3 separate regions of the Anser cygnoides genome follow, and all the other regions are linked to region 1. The links are chromatin contacts, called in public Hi-C maps. All regions are on one chromosome and are shown on one strand. Each heading gives the region's core, a stretch centred on a gene start, on an enhancer-like site or on the middle of the called end of the contact. The rest is flanking DNA. Distances are from core to core; before and after follow the strand shown.

Region 1 (3,415 bases), core at 527-3,026:
TTTTGACAAGTATTTGAGCACTTTAGAGGTCTAAGAGCAGAGACTAGCTAACCACAAAGTTTGAAAATTTGTAATTTTTTTTCAGTGTATTTATAGATATGCAAATGTTCTACTAAAAACATTTCATTGCCGGGGATGGACTGTGAAACTCACGCATAAGATCTATTTTTGTAACAGATTATATAAAAAATCCCAGAAGGATCCTCAAAATAGACAATTGTATTACAAAACATTTATTAATTCAGATGAAATATTAAAAACAAATATTTGCTTTTAATGATTAATGCAGTGTCATGATTTTAATGGTTAATGAAATGTCAAACCCTATAAATCTGATTGATACAGCCACATTTCTTCAAGTACTCTAACGATACTCTCAGGATGACTACACTTCGTGTCCTCATTAGTAGTTCTAACATCAACACCTTTCACTTTTATATTTTCCTCATAGGAAGCAACTCAGAGCTATATGCAACTAAGTGATCTCTTAAGTGCAACTTAAGAAACTCTCACTATTGACCCCATCTTTGTAATGCCCCACCCAACCGGTGCCTCAAGCCATGTAAATTTACATATCCTGAAGCATTTGCAAACACATCATTTCAAAAAATGCTGTTATCAAACTCTGTAGAATATAGAGGTTTCAACAGTGTATTTTGCTTTTTAAGGCTTGAAACACATGGCAAAGATACACTCATTCTTTAACAATAAGCAGTTATTTGCTGCTTAATAAGGTAAGACAAGTAGTTGTTAAAAGTTTGGACTCTGCTGGTTGTTATGAAACATTAGGAAGGGAAATACACTGTGTTTCTAGAAATGCCTCCTTAACTATTTTGAGAAAATTGAAGAAAACCAAGGAACTATAAATTAGCTGAAAATACATGTACACTAACTGTTAGGCAAAGGTTCCTAACAGAGCTAGGAAGGTTGGAAAAACCTTTCAATCACAGCAGTAGGAACAGAAGTCTTTGTTTTAGCCACTTAAAATTAACCTTCATTAGTTGATGAAGGGGCTTATATAATGAACCTACCAGAAATACCAGTGATAATGCTTTTTTTTGTTGTTCTGTTGCTGTTTTTCTGCTGCTGTGTTCTAGCTCTTCAAAACATAAGCAGCCCTACAAATCTTACTGCCATGAACTTTACCTTGTACTGTCAATAGAGGTGGGAGAGCTATAACATGCCCAGGGTTCTATTCACTATGGCCCCATCCTTTGCTTAGATATTCTTTGTTAATAAGCTGTAAAATGAATTACCTCAAGCTAACATACAAAGTCCCCCTGCATTAATAATTTCCTTTTCACACAGAAAGCAACTCTGCCTTCCTCCTACCAAATATTTGATTTAAAAACAGGGATTTTTGCATAAGTTAGAGGTGTGTTTTACTGTTCGTTAACTAAATTAGATGCTAACTCACGGAATCAAAATAAGTGTAAACTAATTTTCTTGAATGGGGTTTTAATATTTTCTGCACAGTTTATTGATACTGATTAATAAATCTTTTGAGTCTCTGGATTAAAATAATAAATATATGTAAGTAAAGGGGAAAATCTCGATTTTTTCAGATGATCTCTATGGGGTATTGTAGTTCAAGAAAATTTGTCTGGGAGTAGAGTGGCAGTTAACTAAAATCTTCAGAATATACTCCTCCCACCCCTACCACTGTATGATACACATTTTACTGGTTTACAAAAATTCCTATTTTTTAACGAAAAAGAAAGGAATACCATGAGGCTGTAGAAACCATGGATACTAAACTGATTTTAATAAAAAAGACAGTTTCTTATAAAACAAATGTTGCACCTCACTATGGAAAATATAAATAACTTGGTTCTGTAATTATCTACTTTTGCATTGTTTCATTAAAAAGAAAAACAATGAACATTTCCTGTCCTTAAATACAAACTTAAATATTAAAGAAAATAACACCATAAAACTTTTAAAATTAGGAATTTTTACCTGGTACAGGTTGTCTCTCATTCCATTCACTTGTGATTAAAACCTCTAGGATCTTTACGTGGTGTTCAGTATTATCAGAGCTGCAAGAGATGGATTAGACAGTAAGAAACAGGAAAAATACAGAAGTTTACATTAGTGTTATTCAAAAGAATTGGAAAAAAAATACAATAATGCCCTCCACATGGGAAGTCAGGCCAGAAAATTAATTCATTAAACTTGTTTTCGTATGTAGTTAACCCAAGTTTACAATACAGAATATAATAAAGATGTCCCACGTACCTTGCTATCTGGAATTTGAAAAGCAGAGGGCTGAAAATTTCAGCTAGAGACCTTGCATTCAGGAGGTTTTTGCTGGAGGCTTGACAAAGTCTGAGGAAATGTTTGAGCAAATATTGGAGTGTGAGCCAATACTGGGGAGGTATATTTGGAGATCTGATGAGTTTCTTCAGCAACTGAGCATATTCCTCTGAGCTCTGGACTTCTGCAAGCAAACAGATAAAAGGCTCTTGATATCAGAACAAGAATATTTAACAAGTAAAATGTAACTATATATGACCCTTGCAAGCGTCAATTTTACAGAAAAATAATAAAAATTTTGTCCTTCATGAGTGCTGCAAGACTTGTTTCTTCTTTTGAAAAAAGTGAAATGCTCAGGGAAAAGTAAAGAACAAGTATTTAAAAGTCAAATGGAAACAGATATGCATTTTGGTAAAAACCACAATGTGTTCAGAGTGTGCTGGTAGAAGTCTGTCTTGTGTTTAGCGTCACACATGATTGGGTAATTCTGAGATGCACAAGATAAGTCTCACAGGTGCTGCTCTAACTTTGAAGGTTACCAGTAGCAATATCCTGTCCTGGGACATATAACAGAATACAAGGCCCATGAGCGGAAAGCCTGTAAGTTGTGCTTGTTTGAAACGACCACTATGGATGATGAATCTTACACGCCTGCATTTGTCACTTCATAATCTGTTAACTCCCAACACACTGCAGAATACCATGACCTCTAATACGTTTACTTTGTCAGCACTGATAAAAAGTTAAAAATTAGCTTTCTGCACACAGATAAGTCCTTGATTTCCCCCCCCCAGTTTTTCTATAGTCATTCTACCTCCCAAAATGCAGAGAACAGGGCTATCCCTATACTTTGCATTATGTTAACTTAAATGGATAAGTAAATAATGCATGTCTAGATCTGAACTGAAACAGCTTCCACCAAAAGCAATGAAGGTATCTATTTTTTTCTGAGATTCTGCCAGGTTGTTCAGAATCTTCCATGTTCTATGGGGGACAGCTGGATCACTGGGTGCTCTCAATCCTAACAAAAGCTCCTTTGTTTGACATTTGAAATAATTTGGTGTTCATACCTTGAGCTACAGAAATCATGTCACTGTAAACAGCTGCTGGAATGATGGGATTTGGCAGGTCCAGAAGATATCTCTTGAGAGCATCTGAT
Region 2 (3,415 bases), core at 393-2,892, 230 kb before region 1:
CTCAGCTGCCACTCATACACCTTGTCCTCTAGACCCTTCACCACCTTTGTAGCCCTCCTTTGGACGCTCTCTAACAGTTTTATGTCCTTCTTTTATTGCACTGCCCAGAACTGCACACAGTACTTGAGGTGCGGCTGCAGCAGTGCAGAGCAGAGCAGGACAACCACTTCCCTTGGCAGTCTAGCAATACCATGCTTGAACAAATCTACCCTTGCCTTACAAAAATCAAAATAATTGATCTCAGAAAGGTTTTTTAGGAGAATGTTGGTACAGCACTAATAATGTACCTTCTGTTAGCAAAATACATGCAACCAAAGGCCTCCTCACATACTGAATGCTGACTACAACGTTCTGTTAGAAATGACAGAAAACAAGACGTTTCTTCCTGAACTGTGATCAAGGATAAGTGATGGAGAAAAAAAGACCATGCTATCTGGGAACACACTACCAAAAAGCCAAGAAACGTCAACAAATTGAAATAAAAGGGAGAAAATGAAGTCCCAAACATTTCAGTGCTGCCAACCTTAGAAACATTTCAACCTTAGAAAAATTTCAGTGCTGCCAACCTACGGAAATGCTCTTCCACATCGTATCATCTGAACATGAAGTAGGACCGTGCATGTAAGTTATCAAAGGCTGGTTCTGTATACTTGCTATCAATTTCCACACTTTAATTGTCAATCAGGGAAAAATATCAGTTGAAGCTTGTAAGAACTACAAGAATACAAGTTGTACAAGAAAGCACTCATCTTTTACACCTTAGGAAAATTCGGACACACTTAGGTTTTCTATACCGAGTACTATCATAAACCATCAATTCTTAAGTAGCCCTCTGCAGCTTCTGAAATTATTACGAGTGCAGATAAGAGAGCAAAACACTGGTGCGATCAGCACCTTTCCTTGATCCACCTCCAAGTCCTTTCCTCCTTGATCGCTCCACAACAACACAGCGCCCAGTACAATCTCAACAAGGACCCTGAACCCGCAGCCAAAGCGTGCTGTACTGACAGGCGCCACCTCCGGCACACTCACCCCAGCTTCACCACGAAGATGAACTGCACGAGGTGGACCACCTTCAGCAGGTCGTAGGACTCGAAGAGCCCCACGGCCTTCAGGAACTTCGCAAAGCACAGCAGCACGACGTACCGGGTCAGCCTGCGGGAGAGGGGAGAAAATCAGCACCGGGGGCTGCCATATCCCCTCCAACCCCCTCCACACACCCTCCAAGTCCACCCCCCCCAACCCCCTCCACACACTCCCCAACCTTTTCCACACACCCCCAATCCCCTCCACACCCCCTCCACACATACCCCAACCCCCTCCACACACCCCCCCAACCTCCTCCACACCCCCCAAGCCCCCCCCCTCACACCCCCACCCGCCTCACGACCCCCACCCCTCAAACACCTCTCGAGTGAGGCCCTGTCCCCTCACCCTCCTCCCGCCCGCTCCCCGCCGCGGCCGTTACCGTGCGCTGGGCACATCCACGGGCCCCAGCACGCCGCCGGCGGCCAAGGCCTGCCCGCTGTACTTCTCCTCCATGGCGGGGCGCTGCGGCCCGGCCCGGGCCTCCCCCGCCGCGGGGGCGCCTCAGCCTGGGCGCCCGCTCCTCGACGCCGGCGCCGCCGCCACCGGGCTCTGCGCATGCGCCGCGCTCGGGGCGCAGGCGCCGCCGCCGCCACGTCCGCAGCCGCCGGAAGCGCTCAGTGCTGCGCCGCGGGGAAGGGGGGGGGGACGGCGGCCGCGCGTCAGGGCGACCCTGCGGGAGGGGCGGGGTTTGGGCGGGAACGGGGGGCTGAGGGGGGCGCCATCTTGGGTGCGTGGGGGGGGCGTTCGGGTTGTCTGCGGGAGTGGTCATTAAACGTAAACGTAATAAACTGGAATGGTTCTCTGAGTGGTCATTTAACATAAACATAGTAAACTGGGAGGGTTATTTGTCTCCCCAGCTCGTTTCTTCGGGTATCGCCAGCTCGCTTCTACGGTCAGCCCCGGTGCTGGCAGCGTGCAGCAGCATACAGCAGTGCAGAAAGCTTCACCTTCTCTGTCCCCTGTGTTCCCCTGCACCCACTGGGACCCACACAGGTACCAGGCACAGCCTCCAAAGTCCCTTCCTCAGGTCCCTGGCTGTGGTTTGTGCCCGGGTTAAAGAACTGCTCAGCCCGATGTCAAAGCTCTGGAAGTAGGTGGCCACACTGAGGAGTCAAAGAAGGATATTGGTGGGGTCGTACTCTCTCATTGCTGGGGCAGAAATGACAGCCAGACTCGACACAAGATACAAAGCATCCCCTACTATCTCTGCAGCAGGCAGAAAGCAATGACTTACAAGGGGGAATGGGAGCAGGTTTCTGCTTGTGGTGGCAGGTGAATCCCCTCCCTGCCTGCCTCAGCTTCCCAGGTGCTTGTATACAACAGGTGTGAGGCCCTGGAGCTTGGGGGCTAAGTCATCAAACAGTGCTGCGGATGATGATCTAACCAGGGCATGTCAGCCTACCATTGTATTACAATGACCTCTGTTAAGAAAAAAAAGATAAAATATCTTGCATGTATATCACAGAGAGATTTGCTAGAGATTTTTTGTGACCGTGGCTTTCACACCCTGTACTCAGATCTTCTCCTTTACTTTTACTGTCCTTCAAAGGAAGCATGTTTGTTCTTAAACTTGTACATAGTCTATGCAGCCTGTCTTATCACAGTTTTGTATGCTGTGTGATGTAGTAAAGTAAGAATCCAGTTGGGCTCAGCAAGTTTAAGCATTTCCAGTGTCCTGAAAATGGGACTGGATTGTACTCAGATGTACATTGCAGCTGTTACCACTAGCAAAAGGGTAAAAACCAATAGTTTTCATTTTTGAAGGAGGCTGTGCTGGCAGGAATCTGATAGAATAGATAGTAGTAACCAGCTGCAATGTGTTATATCACCCCTTTCCTTCTGAACAAGCTGGTCAATATATACAGCCTTGCAAGTTCTGTGCAATAGAAGATGAGAGTGACTGTGGACTAGGATTTTTTGATGCAGTTCTGTTTATGTAGGATGTACAAAGCCTTCTTCTGGCCGTTGTAAGAATCAAGCAAGAGGAGAGAGTTTCCCCGTTCACCACTCCAAGCCTTTAAGCAAGCACTCCACCAAAAATATATTGTCTTTACTTTTTCCCAGGACAGTGCTGCTCATTTTTCACTGACTCTCTTCATTTTTCTGTGCACTTCAGCATGGTCTGGTTATTCCTAGTTTGATAGATGAATTTCTAATTATGCAACATGTGGGAATCATATTTTTATTTGAGATCTATCAACAGAACTGGAGTCCACCTCCACCAGCCTGGTGATTCAGTGGTTTGAACCAGAAATATTTGCATATATGCCTTGCAATTTACCTGAGAACTTTCATTCCTTTAAATAACCAATTATTTGTGCTCCAA
Region 3 (3,415 bases), core at 517-3,016, 160 kb before region 1:
TTTTCATAGAAAATTAAAAAGGAAAAAAATGACTTTTAGGGCCTATCATTTTAGCAGATAGCCTTTCTTGCTAAAATGGTCTTATCTGCTGTAGTTTTTGAATGTTTGGCATTCATTGCTAGAAATGTTACCATTTATTTCTTACTCTGAATCCATCTTGATACAAAATTCAAAGCACATCCTATTTATAGTCCAGTTTTGAAAAGACATAAACATGGATTCCTGGATTCACAGCCTCAAGTATGAAGCTAAATATCTACTTAAGTTTTTGAGGAATGCCCGTTTGTGAATCACAACAGTTAATTTAATGCTGCATTTTTCTATGTGCCTTAGGTACTGCAATTTGATAAATCCATAACGAACTGAGTCACCAGCAGAACTTTTTCTTCTGTTTCCTGTTACCTCATGACAAAAGAGCAAAAATATGCCAGAGAAGTTTTAGCCAATATGTGTTTGGGGTTGGTGGAATTGATGAAAATCATTAGTTACTGAAAACCTGAAACCATAAACTACTGCTCAGTTTAGTCCTCAGAAAAAGTCAAATATCAAGGGAAAAAGGAAAATAAAAAAGAAATTCATCTCACAGGTACACCAGTTAGACTAATTAGTAAACAACTGCAAAAAAAAAAAAAAAAAAAGCTTTAAAATAAAGAAGCATGAATCATTCAGTGGTTATTAGTTATAACAAAATTTATTTTTTAATTTTAAAAATATCTTCATGTGGTCAGTAGAAAAGTAAGGCAAAACAAGAAGTAGACCAGAATGCAGAATTAAATTTACAGAAACTGTAGACCAATGAAATGAGAAAAATATAAGCTATGGACCAGAGAAATGTGGGCAGAAGCAGACCTCATTTATGGAAAGCATTGATCAGGAAAGCGAGAGTGTGAGGATACTCTGAGCAATGTAGTGTTTTTACTGGATTTACAGATTAATATCTTCCTGGGGTGGGGGGACCTCCCTGTATTCTACATTTCTTACTCTATGTTCAGGATATTAAAGGATTTAGTAATTCCAGTGTGTCAGCTTTTGAGTTTTACCTGAACTCCAGTTATCAGTTAGCAAGTAGTAAATACAAGAAGGACATAGGATGTGATATACTGCCCGTTTATTGCTTCTCCTTATAATGACTTATGCATGACAGTGGCTGATAGCTCTGTGGCCAATTTCTTTAGACAGAAAAAAATTTCTAGAGTGGAACCTGCTCTGTAGAGAGAAATACCTTCCATTTTCATCCTCAAATCCATCCGTTTACACTGAAAAGAAAACCCATGGAAAAACAATTCCTAGATAAATAATAAAACAAACAGAGGTTGTTGCTCTTTTCTTGGGTCTTCATGCTGTTGCTATTTTCAACTGCACAGCAAAGAGCAACACTCTGGAAACAGTAAATGGCTCTGGCTGCCTGATAGTAACCTGGGGCTCCATCCTGCAGAACAAAAATGAAATCTAAGGGCAAAAGTAATGCAGGGTACAGTGCAGGAGAAAACTACTTAGTAAATATTTGTAATTGGGACATTTCTGGAGCATGCATAAGCATGCTAGAAAACTGATAAAGCCCCTGGGACCCTTCCCTGTCTTTTCAGATGAGAACTTGAAAACTCAGTTTTTGCTCAAATGCCCTTACTACAAGTGTATCTTCAGATATGAGAAAAGAGTTGGAAGGGTACAGAGTAACAGATGACAAGTATGTGATAGTGATAAATGGGAAAAAAAAAAGGAGCAATAAAAAGATTGTACTTAAAACCCACACAGTTAATTGGAATCCAGTCAGTGCTTTCTTTCTTGGAAAAAGAATAATAATTTGTCTTCAGCTTTGGCAGAAGAACAGCATGCATAAGAGCAAATAATATTTGAAAGTAGAACAAGCCGACATGGCACCAAGTGAGATAAATGCTTATCTCATAATCATTAACTCCTGGCCTAGCTACTGCTTTGCATTGCCAAAAATTCCGGGGTTGGAGAGGAGTTATACAGGCTAAAAATAATAGTTCCAAGGAGCAGCATCAGGAAATACTTGCAACTGAATTTTTCTGTGATCACTGAAGTACTATAAAAACAAATAAACAAAGTACATCTCCTCTTGGTTGTCCTAAATCACAGATTTGGTGTGATGGCTTCTAAGTTTTGCTGCAGAAATAGCTAATGCCCGTGTTATTCATAAACCAAGTGCCTGCTTTTGTTGGACAATCTTTTCCATCATTACCTGTCTGAACAAAAAATCCCTGCTGTTCCTAGAAGGGAGGGAAAGTGGTCACAGCAGCTTCTAGACAGCAGATCAAAAGTGTTCTGCACTCCTGTCTCAGCACGAAGCCGATCTACTGTGTTAAGCCATCTATTTAGCAAGATAACCATCTGTCCAGAGTAGGCTTGGTGAGGTAATGGTTTTATTAATTTCTTATATTAAGTAAGATGAGCAGATGAGGCTGCCTGTGGCATTCAGATATGAGAATTTGACCTTTACAAAATTATCTGCTTTCGTTTCTTGTGCAAAACATGATGATTTTCAGTGTGTCAGAGGCGTTACTGGATGATTTTTCTCAGGGCTTTGCAGTGAGCATAAGATATCAGGGTGGTAGTTCTGAATTTGTTTTCACATCTGCAGAATAGACACTTTATAATCACCAAAGCTAAAGCAGGAGAAAACAATTTCCTCCAGACTTTTGTATTTCCTCTATGCTGAAGGACATTGATTACAATTCACATGTTCTAACTTTGCTAGACAAAACTAAACTTTCTTTAAAGTCACATGCTTTTGGTTAGTAGAAGCTGTCACTTTCCTTGGTTGTTTGCTCAAAAGCTGCCATGCATCCTGTTTAAAAATGGCTACCTGTTCCTTAGTTGCATTTCCTTCTTAAATTTCCACCTGCTAGTTTTGCCAGAGCATTTCTCCTTGAACTTAAAAGCGCCTCTAGGACTCAGCATTTTCACTGCCTAAAGAAGCCACATGAATGTTGCTTTGCTAAACTGTGCAAATCAAACTTCTGAAGTCTTTCCCTGTACCTCTCTTCCAGCCCTGAAATCATTTATACAGCCCTTATCTTCAGTATCTTGACACTGTCAGCATCTTTTTAGCAATGTGCTAAAGTTGCACAGAATTGTACTTTGAGCAATGACTTCTATATTCATGGAAAAACAACAAAACAAAAAATTATATTTTGGAACGGATTTTAAGGTAAATTCAGTCTCCAGGATAATGAACAGCTAGGTAACACAAACTAAGAAAAAAGAGTTTGTGTTTTATTTTTAATTTATTGTATGTAAATTGTGGAGAATGTTGAAAATGCTGCTACCAAATACACTAAAATATTTAATGGGTATCCCTTTTATTTGCAAAAAGAAATGCTAACAACATTGTTCATTGTCTCCTGGGATTACTCAATGGACATGTCTGCAGGTGCCTGCAGTCCCCTGT

Evidence for each region. Hi-C and Micro-C count contacts between places; a contact is called where the count stands out from the background.
Region 2: a Hi-C map of liver shows a contact between it and region 1, with 7 times the contacts expected there. The contact joins the promoter of SLC30A5 here to the enhancer-like site in region 1. A contact is called at or near these places in 2 of 7 Hi-C or Micro-C datasets (both in liver).
Region 3: a Hi-C map of liver shows a contact between it and region 1, with 2.0 times the contacts expected there. The contact joins two enhancer-like sites. A contact is called at or near these places in 2 of 7 Hi-C or Micro-C datasets (granulosa cells and liver).

Annotation. Positions count from the first base shown.
Region 1 is chrZ:77,436,477-77,439,891 of Taihu_goose_T2T_genome, reverse strand. It overlaps PIK3R1 (phosphoinositide-3-kinase regulatory subunit 1), which reads right to left. Exons shown (of 16, transcript XM_066987706.1): 5 at 3,327-3,415; 6 at 2,239-2,440; 7 at 1,960-2,039. Among named protein-coding and RNA genes, the nearest start is that of PIK3R1, 38 kb to the right of the region's middle. Within about 2 kb of position 1,776, at least 1 of the 3 cell types and tissues checked has open chromatin away from gene starts, as enhancers often do. A contact at or near this core is called in liver, where this site is marked.
Region 2 is chrZ:77,669,880-77,673,294 of Taihu_goose_T2T_genome, reverse strand. SLC30A5 (solute carrier family 30 member 5) reads right to left here and starts at 1,642. Exons shown (of 16, transcript XM_066988663.1): 1 at 1,469-1,642; 2 at 1,033-1,155. The coding sequence starts at 1,542.
Region 3 is chrZ:77,597,237-77,600,651 of Taihu_goose_T2T_genome, reverse strand. The region is part of intron 2 of LOC106042080 (a long non-coding RNA gene); the gene reads left to right. Among named protein-coding and RNA genes, the nearest start is that of SLC30A5, 73 kb to the left of the region's middle. Within about 2 kb of position 1,766, at least 1 of the 3 cell types and tissues checked has open chromatin away from gene starts, as enhancers often do. A contact at or near this core is called in liver, where this site is marked.